Linked DNA regions of Sus scrofa: region 2 is linked to region 1. The links are chromatin contacts, called in public Hi-C maps. All regions are on one chromosome and are shown on one strand. Each heading gives the region's core, a stretch centred on a gene start, on an enhancer-like site or on the middle of the called end of the contact. The rest is flanking DNA. Distances are from core to core; before and after follow the strand shown. Region 1 has its middle 27 kb from the start of BTG2. Region 2 has its middle 18 kb from the start of FMOD.

What was found. A called contact is a pair of places that touch in the nucleus more often than the background predicts.
Region 2: a Hi-C map of alveolar macrophages shows a contact between it and region 1, with 4 times the contacts expected there. The contact joins two enhancer-like sites. A contact is called at or near these places in 3 of 5 promoter capture datasets (fetal liver and liver), 34 of 47 Hi-C or Micro-C datasets (adipocytes, adipose tissue, alveolar macrophages and 14 more) and 2 of 2 datasets of contacts at active chromatin or transcription factors (alveolar macrophages and skeletal muscle).

The regions. Positions count from the first base shown.
Region 1 is chr9:64,004,115-64,009,748 of Sscrofa11.1, forward strand. No RefSeq gene overlaps it. Among named protein-coding and RNA genes, the nearest start is that of BTG2, 27 kb to the right of the region's middle. Within about 2 kb of position 1,272, at least 34 of the 83 cell types and tissues checked have an H3K27ac peak or open chromatin away from gene starts, as enhancers often do. A contact at or near this core is called in adipose tissue, alveolar macrophages, brain and 8 more, where this site is marked.
Region 2 is chr9:64,053,096-64,058,668 of Sscrofa11.1, forward strand. No RefSeq gene overlaps it. Among named protein-coding and RNA genes, the nearest start is that of FMOD, 18 kb to the right of the region's middle. Within about 2 kb of position 1,261, at least 57 of the 83 cell types and tissues checked have an H3K27ac peak or open chromatin away from gene starts, as enhancers often do. A contact at or near this core is called in adipose tissue, alveolar macrophages, brain and 8 more, where this site is marked.

The DNA of each region.
Region 1 (5,634 bases), core at 22-2,521:
TCACTCTTGTTTGGTTTTGTCTTGTTTTGTTTTGTTTTTCCTGCACTGACAAGGTGGGGGAGAAACCAATACAAATTTCTAAGCTGGGGTTGTGGAAGGTGAACTAGGCTGGACTCCGTTTGCACATCAGCATCAATTCTGTGTACCAGCATCATCAAAAAATCTACAAACAATAGGAGTTTATAAACAATGTTAATCCTATTATACTGTTGGTGGGAATGTAAATTGGTGCAACCACTGTGGAAAACAGCATGGAGATTCCTCAGAAAACTAAAAATAGAATTACCGTTTGATCCAGCAATCCCACTCCTGGGCATCTATCCAGAGAAAACCATGACTCAAAAAGATACGTGTACTCCAATGTTCACTGCAGCGCTATATACAAGAGCCAAGACATGGAAACCACCTAAATGTCCATCGACAGAGGAGTGAAAAAAGGAGATGTGGTGGCATATACACAAAGGAATATTACTCAGCCATTAAAAGGAAAGAAATAATGGCATTTGTAGCAACAAGGATGGACCTAGAAATTATCATGTTAAGTGAAGCCAGTCAGACAATGAGACACTGACACCATATGCTATCACTTACATGTGGCATCTAAAAAAAGGACACAATGAACTTCTTTGCAGAACAGATACTGACTCACAGACTTTGAAAAACTATGGTTTCCAAAGGGGACAGGTTGGGGGTGGGGAGATGGGATGGGGGTTTGGGATGGAAATGCTATAAAATTGGGTTGGGATGATCGTTGTACAATTATAAATGTAATAAAATTCACTGAGTAATTAACAACAACAAAAAAAAACCATCAGTTCTGTGCACCAGTTTTAGCAGAGCTGCCCTAGCTGGGGCCTTGAAGATTGTCAGAGTTAATATTCGGCTGCCCCATCTCTCTGTCTCTGTCTGTCTCTGTCCCTGTTTCCTGTGTCTGTCTTTGTCTATCTACATATATATAAATAAACATATATGTGTATATCTGTGCATCTATATATGTTATATATACACATACGTACATACGTATGTGCATAGAGAGAGAGATATGTATGTAATGTCTTTCTCTGTCTCCTCCTTTAATCTGATCCTTCACAGAGGTGGATGGGACAAGGAGCTATAGCTGTCTTCTCATACCATCACTACCAGCATGGTCCTCGAACCACTGGATGTGGGTCAGTTTTGGAAACAGACCCCCACTTCTCACTCCTGGAGAGTCAGTCCACACTGAGCTTTGTTCTAACAGTGCCCCATTTCCTCCTTTGGCCAAACTTTACAGTTTAGATGCTCGCTTTCGAGTCCTAGGGGAAGTGATAAGACAGAGGTCAGATTCTGGCCCTCCCTGCCTGCTGGGTGGTGGAATTGCGTGCTTTACGGAGCTAAGCCTTGCCCAGAAGAGGAAAGAAGACAGCAGAGACAGCTCAGGGAGTGTGGCAGGATGCTGTCATGACCCTGTGTAAGACTCCAGCTGAGTGCTGTGTGTATTTATAGACACACACACACACACAGACACGCAGGCATGGGAAACGTGCCCTGGAACAAACGTACTGTTTGTTTCCTGGAAACATGCCCTTCCTTGCCAACTTGCCAGATTTCCCAGATCACATCATCCTGAAGCAGGGAAAATTATGTCTTCTTATTCCCGGCATCCACCTGCCACATGAAGAGAGATCTTTGGAAAACGGATCTGACCACTTCTCTGCCCTTTGGAAGACTGGAGCGATTTCACCTTGTCCTCGGGTATGCTCCTTCCAGTTCACCTGCCTGCCCAGCTTCCCAGGACTCCCTGAACTCCTCCTAATGCAAAGTACTGTAGTGCACACCTCTGACAGCTCCCGACCCCTTAGACTTCCCTTGTTGGCACATGCAGTTCCCTCAGCCAGGAATGCTTCGGCATCCTCTCTTCTGGCAGAGTCCTACTCAGTCTCCAGCCCAGTGGGCACAGTTGCCCACTCCTCGGAGGGCTTAGGACTCTGCAAACTTACCTCACTACTGTCTGTCTATCTTTCTTTCTGTCTGTCTTCTTTCCTTTCTTTCTATCTTTTTAGGGCTGCACCCTAAAAATGTATGGTGGTTCCCAGGCCTATGCCCCAGCACCAGATTCAAGCCGTGTCTGTGACCTCACTGCTGTCTTTCTATTCCTATCTGTCTCCTCCTCCAAACCATACATTCTTCAAGGTCAAGAACTGTCTTTCATTCATTTTTGCACCCCCAAAATTTAGGCTAATGCTTGCTGCAGGGTAGATGTGCCCTAGAAATCTGTTGAGTGAATGGATGAGATTTTTACAGTATAGCTGCTAAGGTCTGTTTGGTGGAAGACTGGATTTAAATACCAGCTCTACCACTTGCTAGCCACAGGATTTTTCAAGTCACTTAGCCTTCTGTCAGTTTCCTAATCTGTAAAGTAGAATATAATGATAGAACCTCACTTATATGTTTATTGAGAAATTTTAATGATATTGCATATAAAGGATTTCCTAGCAGAGGCACATACTTTTTTTTTTCTCACAACCCATATTTTGTTTATCAGCAAACCCTGAAGGCTCTTCCTTTAAAATATCCAGCCACTTCTTAGCTTTCAACTGCTAACAACCCAATCCAAACTACCATCATTTCCCATGGTCATATTTTGCGGGCCTCTGACCTGGTCTCCCTGCCTCCACCCTTGACCCACTCATCTATTTTCAACACGGCTGCCACAGGGGATCCCTTAAAAATATGAGTCAGATCAGGAGTTCCCGTCGTGGCTCAGCAGAAACAAATCTGACTAGCATCCATGAGGATGCAGGTTCAATCCCTCGCCTTGTTCAGTGGGTTAAGGATGTGGCATTGAAGTGAGCTGTGGTTGCAGAAGCAGCTCAGATCCCACGTTGCTGTGGCTGTGGTGTAAGCTGGCAGCTACAGCTCCAATTCAACCCCTAGCCTGGGAACCTCCATACACCACAGGTGCAGCCCTAAAAAGACAAAAAAAAAAAAAAATGTATATATGAGTCAGATCAGGTTGCTCCTCTGCCACAATTCCCCTTTGGCTTCCCTACCTCACTAAGAGTAAGAGCCTAAGTCCCCATTGTGGCCAACAAGGTCACTGCTACCTCTGATTCCATCTCCTCACCTTTCCCCTTGTGCTCCCAGCTTCAGCCACACTGAGCAACATGCTGTAACTCAGACCCGCCTTGTCCCACCCTGCCCCAGTGCCTTTGCACTTGCCTAGAATTCGATTTCTCCAGAAAGCCTTATGCCTCCCTTTCTTACTTAAAGTCTTCAGTAAAAGCCACCCTCCCAGGAGTTTCCTCATGGCTCAGCAGGTTAAGGATCCAGTGTTGTCACTGCTGTGTCTCTTGTTACAGCTCTGGCATGGGATGGATCCATAGCCAAGGAAATTCCACCTGCCATGGGGAACAGCCAAAAACAAACAAACAAACAAAAAAAAAAAAACAAAAAACAAGCCATCCTCTCCAGAAGCCTAAACTTTCAACAATATGCTGGCTGTTGACACTTTTTTTTTTTTAAATCTTTTGTCTTTTTTGTTGTTGTTGTTGTTGTTGTTGCTATTTCTTGGGCCGCTCCCGCGGCATATGGAGGTTCCCAGGCCAGGGGTTGAATCGGAGATATAGCCACCGGCCTACGCCAGAGCCACAGCAACGCGGGATCCGAGCCGCGTCTGCAACCTACACCACAGCTCACGGCAACGCCGGATCGTTAACCCACTGAGCAAGGGCAGGGACCGAACCCGCAACCTCATGGTTCCTAGTCGGATTCGTTAACCACTGCGCCACGACGGGAACTCCTGTTGACACTTTTTATCCTGCTTCCCTCTTTAACACCAATGGAAATACATATTTTATTTATTATTATCCCCAGTAGAAGATAAGCTCTAAAAGGGCAGAAATTTTGCCTGTTTTGCTCACTTCTGTATCACCAGCATCTAGAACTTGCATAGAGTAAGTGTTCTAAGTACTCTGTTGAATAAACAGATCATTCCAAGAAGATTTGCTGGAGTCTATTTTCCTTCTGTCGCAAGAACTGGGCTCCCTGAGCCTGCCGAGATGAGAGTTGTGATTGCAGCATCTCGGCTGAGTTCGGGCCACTCTTCACTGGCCCTGGGTAGTCAGACCTGACTCAGCAGAACCCCAAACCCTGTTTCTGACCTCATACTGGATTTTCCCCTTTTTCTAGCCCAACCCAGCTGTGTCCCACCCCATCGTCCCAAAGAGAGTTTGGCTGGGAACTCCAAGCTCCTCCCTTCCTCTGGAGAGGCTGGGTTGGAGCTTAGGCCCCAGGAAGAGGGCGAGGCATGTGAGTATGCCCTGAAGGTAGAGGGCTGGGTGATGCTGCTGAAGCTGCCCTTTGTCCAGTTTTCTTAGGATTCCCACTGGTACCTTCCTCAGGGAGAAAAAAAAAATCACTTCCCTCCTTCTTGGACTTGGTTTCCTAAGAAAGCAACACTTCCAAGTGCCTGTCATGGCTCACTGGTTAACGAATCCAACTAGCATCCATGAGGACGTGGGTCCGATCCCTGGCCTTGCTCACTGGGTTAAGGATCTGGTGTTGCCATGAGCTGTGGTGCAGGTCACAGATGTGCCTCGGATTCTGCATTGCTGTGGCTGTGGTGTAGGTTGGCAGCTACAGCTCTAATTCGGCCCCTAGCCCGGGAACCTCCATATACTTCAGGTGCCTGCAGCCCTAAAAAGACAAAAGACAAGAGAGAGAAAGAAAGAAAGAAAGAAAGAAAGAAAGAAAGAAAGAGAGAGAGAGAGAGAGAGAGAGGAAGGAAGGAAGGAAGGAAGGAAGGAAGGAAGGAAGGAAGAGGAGAGGAGAGGAGAGGAGAAGAAAAGAAAAGAAAAGAAAGAGAAGGGAAGGGAAGGGAAGAGAAAGAAGAGAAGAGAAGAGAAGAGAAGAGAAGAGAAGAGAAGAGAAAGAAGAGAAGAGAAGAGAAGAGAAGAAAAGAAGGAAAGCAAGCAAGAAAGCAACACTCCTCAGAGTGGGTCCATGGCACCACATTTCTGGGCCTGGACCTGAGGTAGGGCCTGCAAGCTGCAAGTCCACCCGCAGATTCTCCTTTTCCATTTTTCTTTTTTCTCTTTTTAGAGCCACACCTGTGGCACATGGCAGTTCCCCAGCTAGGGGTCGAATCAGAGCCACAGCTGCCAGCCTACACCATAGCCACAGCAACTCTGGATCCGAGCTGCATCTGTGACCTACACTGAAGCTTGCGGTGATACCAGATCCATAACCCACTGAGCAAGGCCAGGCACTAAACCCACATCCTCAGGGATACTTGTTGGGTTCTTAACCTGCTGAGCCACAACAGGAGCTCCCAGATTCTTCTTTATACTCAAATGAGAGCCGCCCATCAGATAATGACCTTCTTGGGGTGGGTTTGTGACTTTCCCACATTCCAGCCACCTGGCTTCAAATTTCACCTCCTCCCCTGCTTTATTTTCCTCCTTAGCACTTACCACAATCCAATCTAACTAATTAATTACTTACTAAATACTAACATACATATTCCACTATTCCTCCTGTTTATTATTTGACCTTTCACCACCCCCTTATGCACACTAGGAATGGATTTTTTGGTCTGTTTTAGTCACCGTATCTCTAATACATAGAAAAATGCCTGATACATGGTAAGTGCTT
Region 2 (5,573 bases), core at 11-2,510, 49 kb after region 1:
GAAATACAGAGAAAGCAATTAATTGGAGGTCCTGCCCTTGCGGGCACATGCTGCTTCCAAAGGCCACCCAGTATAGACTTTTTCTCTGACAGTATTGCCGGGAAGCTACATCTTGAAGACCAAGGTCAGAGAGGGTCCCTAGGTAGAAACATACTACCTAGGTTCAATCTGAATTCAGCTCTGCCATGTACTAGCTCTGTGACCACAGGGATGTGATTTAACTTCTCAATGCCTCAGTTTTCTCATCTTTAAGATGAGGATAAAAAGTTGTTAGCAGAGTGCCCCTTGGGGCGCAATGGTAACAAACCCAGCTAGTATCTATGAGGCCACAGGTTCGATCCCCGACCCCCTTCAGTGGGTTAAGGATTGCGGCATTGCCAGGAGGTATGGTGTAGGTTGCAGATGCGGATCGGATCTGGCAATCTGTGGCTGTGGCTGTGGCCAGCAACTTCAGCTCTGATGCCATCCCTAGCCTGGGAACTTCCATATGCCACAGGTGTGCCCCCCCCAAAAAAATTTTCCCTCTCAGTATTGTTGAGGGGATTAATCGATACACGTGAAGCACTTAGAAGAATGGCTCTCAGTAAGCACACAATAATGTTATTAAATATTACTGTCATTACCATTACCAGATTAGGAGGCTACACAATGGAAACTGAGAGAAACAGGAAATTTGGGAAATGCGTTAGAAGCCAAAGGGGAATTTGGCAAGGGTGTAGATTTGCCTACCCTTTCCCCCACTTGTAATGAGTCATGGTTGGAAATGTGGTCTTTGCTGTTCGTAAATCGTGGTCCTGTTCAGGTACCCCTCCTGTGCTACCTGCACCCCTCTTCCACCTTCACTATGCTGAGCTGCCAACAGCTCCAGGTCCTCAGGCCCTGACGACCCTCTGGTCCAGACCAAAGCTTTGTGGCAGTTTGGGCGCAAACTGTTTTACTGATGAGATGACCAATTCAAATGGTTAGAGGACCTGAGATTTGACTCTTCTGCATCCTGGGGCTCCCCTCACTCTCATTAGCCCCTCCCAGGCCACACGGTCACGCGCTATGAGGTGGTCACTTGGTCACTTGTGACGCACACACTGCAATTCAGCACCTCTATTAGCCTGTCTTCACTTCTCAGTCTGGTCGGTCTCTACGTGTGAGGTGGGCTTTTTTTTTTTTTTTTGCACCTTCCAGCAAGGCAGTTTTCCCATCCTCAAAACATCTGACGGGCAACGGCGTCACTTTTCAACCGAGGCGGTTCGGCGTGGGCTGCCGGGACTCAGACGTACCCAGCCAGGGTGGGGCCCCGGGGCGGCTGCGGGAGTGAGGGCAGGCAGGTGTCTGGCTCCCTCTCTCCCGGATGTGGGCTGAGGGGAGGAGCCCCCGTCCCTCAATCCCTACAGAGCTGCAAGCAACCAAACACGATCGCGAGTCTGTTTTCCCAGTTTGGCAACAGGTTTGGGGCAGAAGCTTTAGCCTCCTCCCCCCTCTGGGAAACCCAACCTCAGCAACAAGCTGCTGATTGGCTGGCTGGCGGTGCAGCGTGGGCCAATCAAAGCCCTCTCTGCAGCTCGAGATTTGGCAGAGAGGAGTTTAAGGGGGCGGGGCGGGGCGTGGGGGCGGTGCTAGGTGGTTTCCTAGCGGAGGTGCTCCCCTCCCCTGGCCGGGGATAAGCTGGCCTTTCCAATGGGAGGAGCAGGCGCGGGAGGGGCTGAGGCACAGCGGCCACTGTGCTGGGAGACCCTCTCGACTGCCCCCTGCTGCCAGTTATTTCGGGTCCCTAAAACTTAAGTCTTTCCCCTATTTCTGTGGCTCCCCTCACAGTCTGATTGCAGGGTTGGTGCAGTCGTTCTTGAGCAATTCCAGAGGTTCTGAGTTTGAACAATTATGTTCCTAAGTTCGTTATTTGGCCCTCTTCATTTTCTTCCTATATATCTGTGTGTGCTCACGCCCTCCTGTGGCCGTGTCACCCACTCTCCAAAACCAAATCAAGTTTTATTACGCTGGACCAATTAGCACCAGCTTCCTGGACTTAGTATGCATTTCGAAGGGCATAGATTGTGAGCTATGTAAAAGAAAGTATTTTGAATAACCTTGGTCCCCCACCTCAATGCACACACAAAAAAACATACAGATTCAAAAAAAAAAATCCATAGTAGTATCAACATTAGGACTCTAGAGAAGATGAATAGGGTACCATTCTACCTCTGCCACTTTCTGGCTATAAGACCTTGAGCAGATACTTAAGCTTCCTGAATGTCAGTTTCTACCTATGAAAAATGCTAATGATAATAGCCTCCACCTCCTAGCATTATTATGACAAAATGCCTGGCACAGAATGCCTAATAAATGATATTATTTTAGCTATTAATCATAAAGGAATCACTATCCCTTTCCCACATTTAATCTCAGCCCTCCGTTTTGGGTTTAGGTGCTAGGGATAGCAACTAGATTCTAGGGACATTAAAAATTATTATAAGTAAACCAATTTAAGATAAAAATTTACATAGCCTCAGGAGTTCCCTGGTGGCTTAGTGGCTAAGGATTTGGCATTGTCACTTCTGTGGCTTGGGTCACTGCTGTGGTGCAGGTTCCACCCCTGTCTGGTAACTTCCCCATGGTATATAAGTAAATAAATAAATAAATAGTACTTCCTTCTATGGGAAAAGAATCCAAAAAAGAATGGATATATAGTATGTACAACTGATTCACTTTACTGTACACCTGAAACTAACACAACATTGTAAATCAACTATACTCCAATAAAATTAAAAAAAAAAAAAAAAAAAACTTAGCCTCCAGCCTTCGTGTGGGTACTGCTTCTAGCCCATAGATTTTACTGAGAGAGATCAATTGGAAGGATAGGATTCCTTTTTTCCTCAAAGATTTTTCTTCAAAAATCCTCTCTCTTAAAAATTTTAGAACAGCACCCTCTGAGAATTTACAATAATCCAGTTTTAATAGGATTTTTCATTTTGTTTTGTTTTGTATTTTTAGGGCTGCACACGTGGCATATGGAGGTTCCCAGGCTAGGGGTCGAATCGTAGCTGTAGCTGCTGGCCCACACCACAGCCACAGCAACATGGAATCCGAGCCACCACAGCCACAGTGATGTGGTATCCGAGCCATGTCTGCAACCTACACCACAGCTCATGGCAACGCCAGATACTTTAATGCACTGAGCAAGGCCAGGGATCGAAACAGCATCCTCATGGATGCTAGTCAGATTTGTTTCCACTGAGCCACGATGGGAACTACTCATTTTAATAGAATTTAACATTCACCTTTTTTTCATGGACAGATGGAGGGGCCTACCTGATCCCTCTCTATATCTCCCTTAACACCGAAATGTGATTGTAAATTTCTCCCAAACTCCACCACTGAAGTCCTTTGTTTTCAGTGCTCATAGACCCCTGGTGGCCAACCTGCCATGGTCTATCACCTCTTTCAGCCCTATTGATGTCAAAAGGGCCTTTGTTGATGTTTTGCATTGTTAAGAACAAAAGCAATGATATGTCTGGGGCATCTCAGTGGTGCCAGATTCTGGGAACAGGGAGGAGGAAAGGAGCACACAACATCGGGGTGTAGTTCCAACCCAGTAGACCTGGGCTTTAGTGTTGAGTCTCTGCCATTAGGGGCAAGACAATAAAAAGTATTAGGTCTCAATTACCCTATCTGTAAAGTGGGGGAATCAGACCTGTCTCCTTGCTATATAGATATTTGGGGAAAAGAAATGGGGTCATACCATTGAAAGCCCTTTATATTTGGGGAGGGGGGGGCGGTGTGGTGTATGTGTTTAACAGGCTATTAAATCCATTTAATGCTTCTATTTCCATTGGTCCCAAAAAATATGATCCAACAGGCATTATAAAAAGCTTATGAACCTAGATCTGTGCTAACTTTTATGGGGCATGTGGAGGGATCATATAACACGATCTCTATATTTAAAGAACTGAGTCTAACCAGGTTGCTCAAATAACACTTGAAACGATGTATGGTGCTGACTGTGGTCTCCCTACCTATCCTCTTCTATTTTACAGGGGAAGGATAATCTGGTGGGTGACAATGGAGCCAAGAAGTGGTTGTGTCCTATTCTGATTAGCATAACTGCTGGCCTCTTACTTTTCCCTTTCTGTCCTTGATGGAGTGTAGGGTCTCACAAACTATCCTTACTGCTGCTTCACCGGTGCTCATGGGCCTGATGCCTTATGAACTGAGCATGGGAGATGTCGGTGCATTCACAGGGGGCCTCCTCTCCTACTCACCCTTGATGCTGCCCTTCACCAGCAGACATGTAGGTACCTGTTCATGGTGTTTTCTCACCTGCATTAGCCCACTGCTGCTGCTTGCAAATGTTATCACATCCATTGTACCTACAGCAGCTGCTCTGGGGTGGGGCTCTGGATGGGACACTGGGGGTGCTATTGTTTCCACTCACTTGCCTTCCTCTTCTGCAAGAGGGAGACAGGTGCTAGTGTACCCCATCTGTTCTCTGAATTTGCTCCCCAGGCTGGATAGACTAGAAGAGATGCAAGTTGCTCACCTTTTTCTACAGCACAGAGGGCTGCGTCCCCTCTGGGGACTCCCCGCAGCCTTCTTGGTGGAGGGAGTTAGTCTGGGATGGGATGGAGGAATAGTTCTGTTGCTGCATGCTCAGCAGGCAGATTCCAGCTCCAGATTTCTAGTGCTGAGCCAGCGGATTTAGCACCTTTCCTTTTTGGGGACTATCAACAAAGGTGCAACATAACTTCGAAGAAGTAATTGATCAATGTAATTGCTGCCGTCTTTAAAAATAAACCATGGGCATGCCAATTAAAATAAAAATCAATACAAAGTCTCATCCATCAGGCTATCCAAATTACTAAAGTCCGAAGCAGTTTGCCATCGGGGGAATGTGGGGGAATGGGGGCTCAGGTACAAGGGGTGTAAGTGTATATTTGTACAACCTCTTTGGATAGCAGTTTGACAGCATCTAGTAGAGGTAAATTATTCATACTTGACAACTGAGCAGCTCCCTCCCAGGCATATGGTGGAGGTTTGCCTCCCAGGGAACATTTGGCAACTCTGGAGACATTTTTGATTTGGACTGTGGAGGGGACAGATGCTACTGGCATCTCATGGATAGAAGCCAGGGATGCTGCTAAACATCCTACAGGCAGTCCACTCTATCCACCCCAACCAACTCCCCACCCCAGAGAATTATCCAGATGCAAACGCCGGTAACGCCCTGCTAAGAAACCCTGGTAAAAACCCGAGAGAGACTCTCAGACGGAACCCCAAAGAGACAAGGAAAAAGATGTTCAATTCATTATGTGATTCAAACATTACAGTATTGAAAATAATCGAAATAGCCCTCAAAAGGAGAGTAGAGAAATAAAGTTCGATGTTTTCATACACTAACTTTAAACGATAAAGTTAAATGATAAATGTTAAAATAAATGAACAGGTGCTGCAAGAATCAGTATGGGAGTTCCCATCATGGCGCAACAGAAACGAATCCGACTAAGAACCATGAGGTTGTGGGTTCGATCCCTGGCCTCGCTCACTGAGTTAAGGATCCGGTGTTGCCGTGAGCTGTGGTGTAGGTC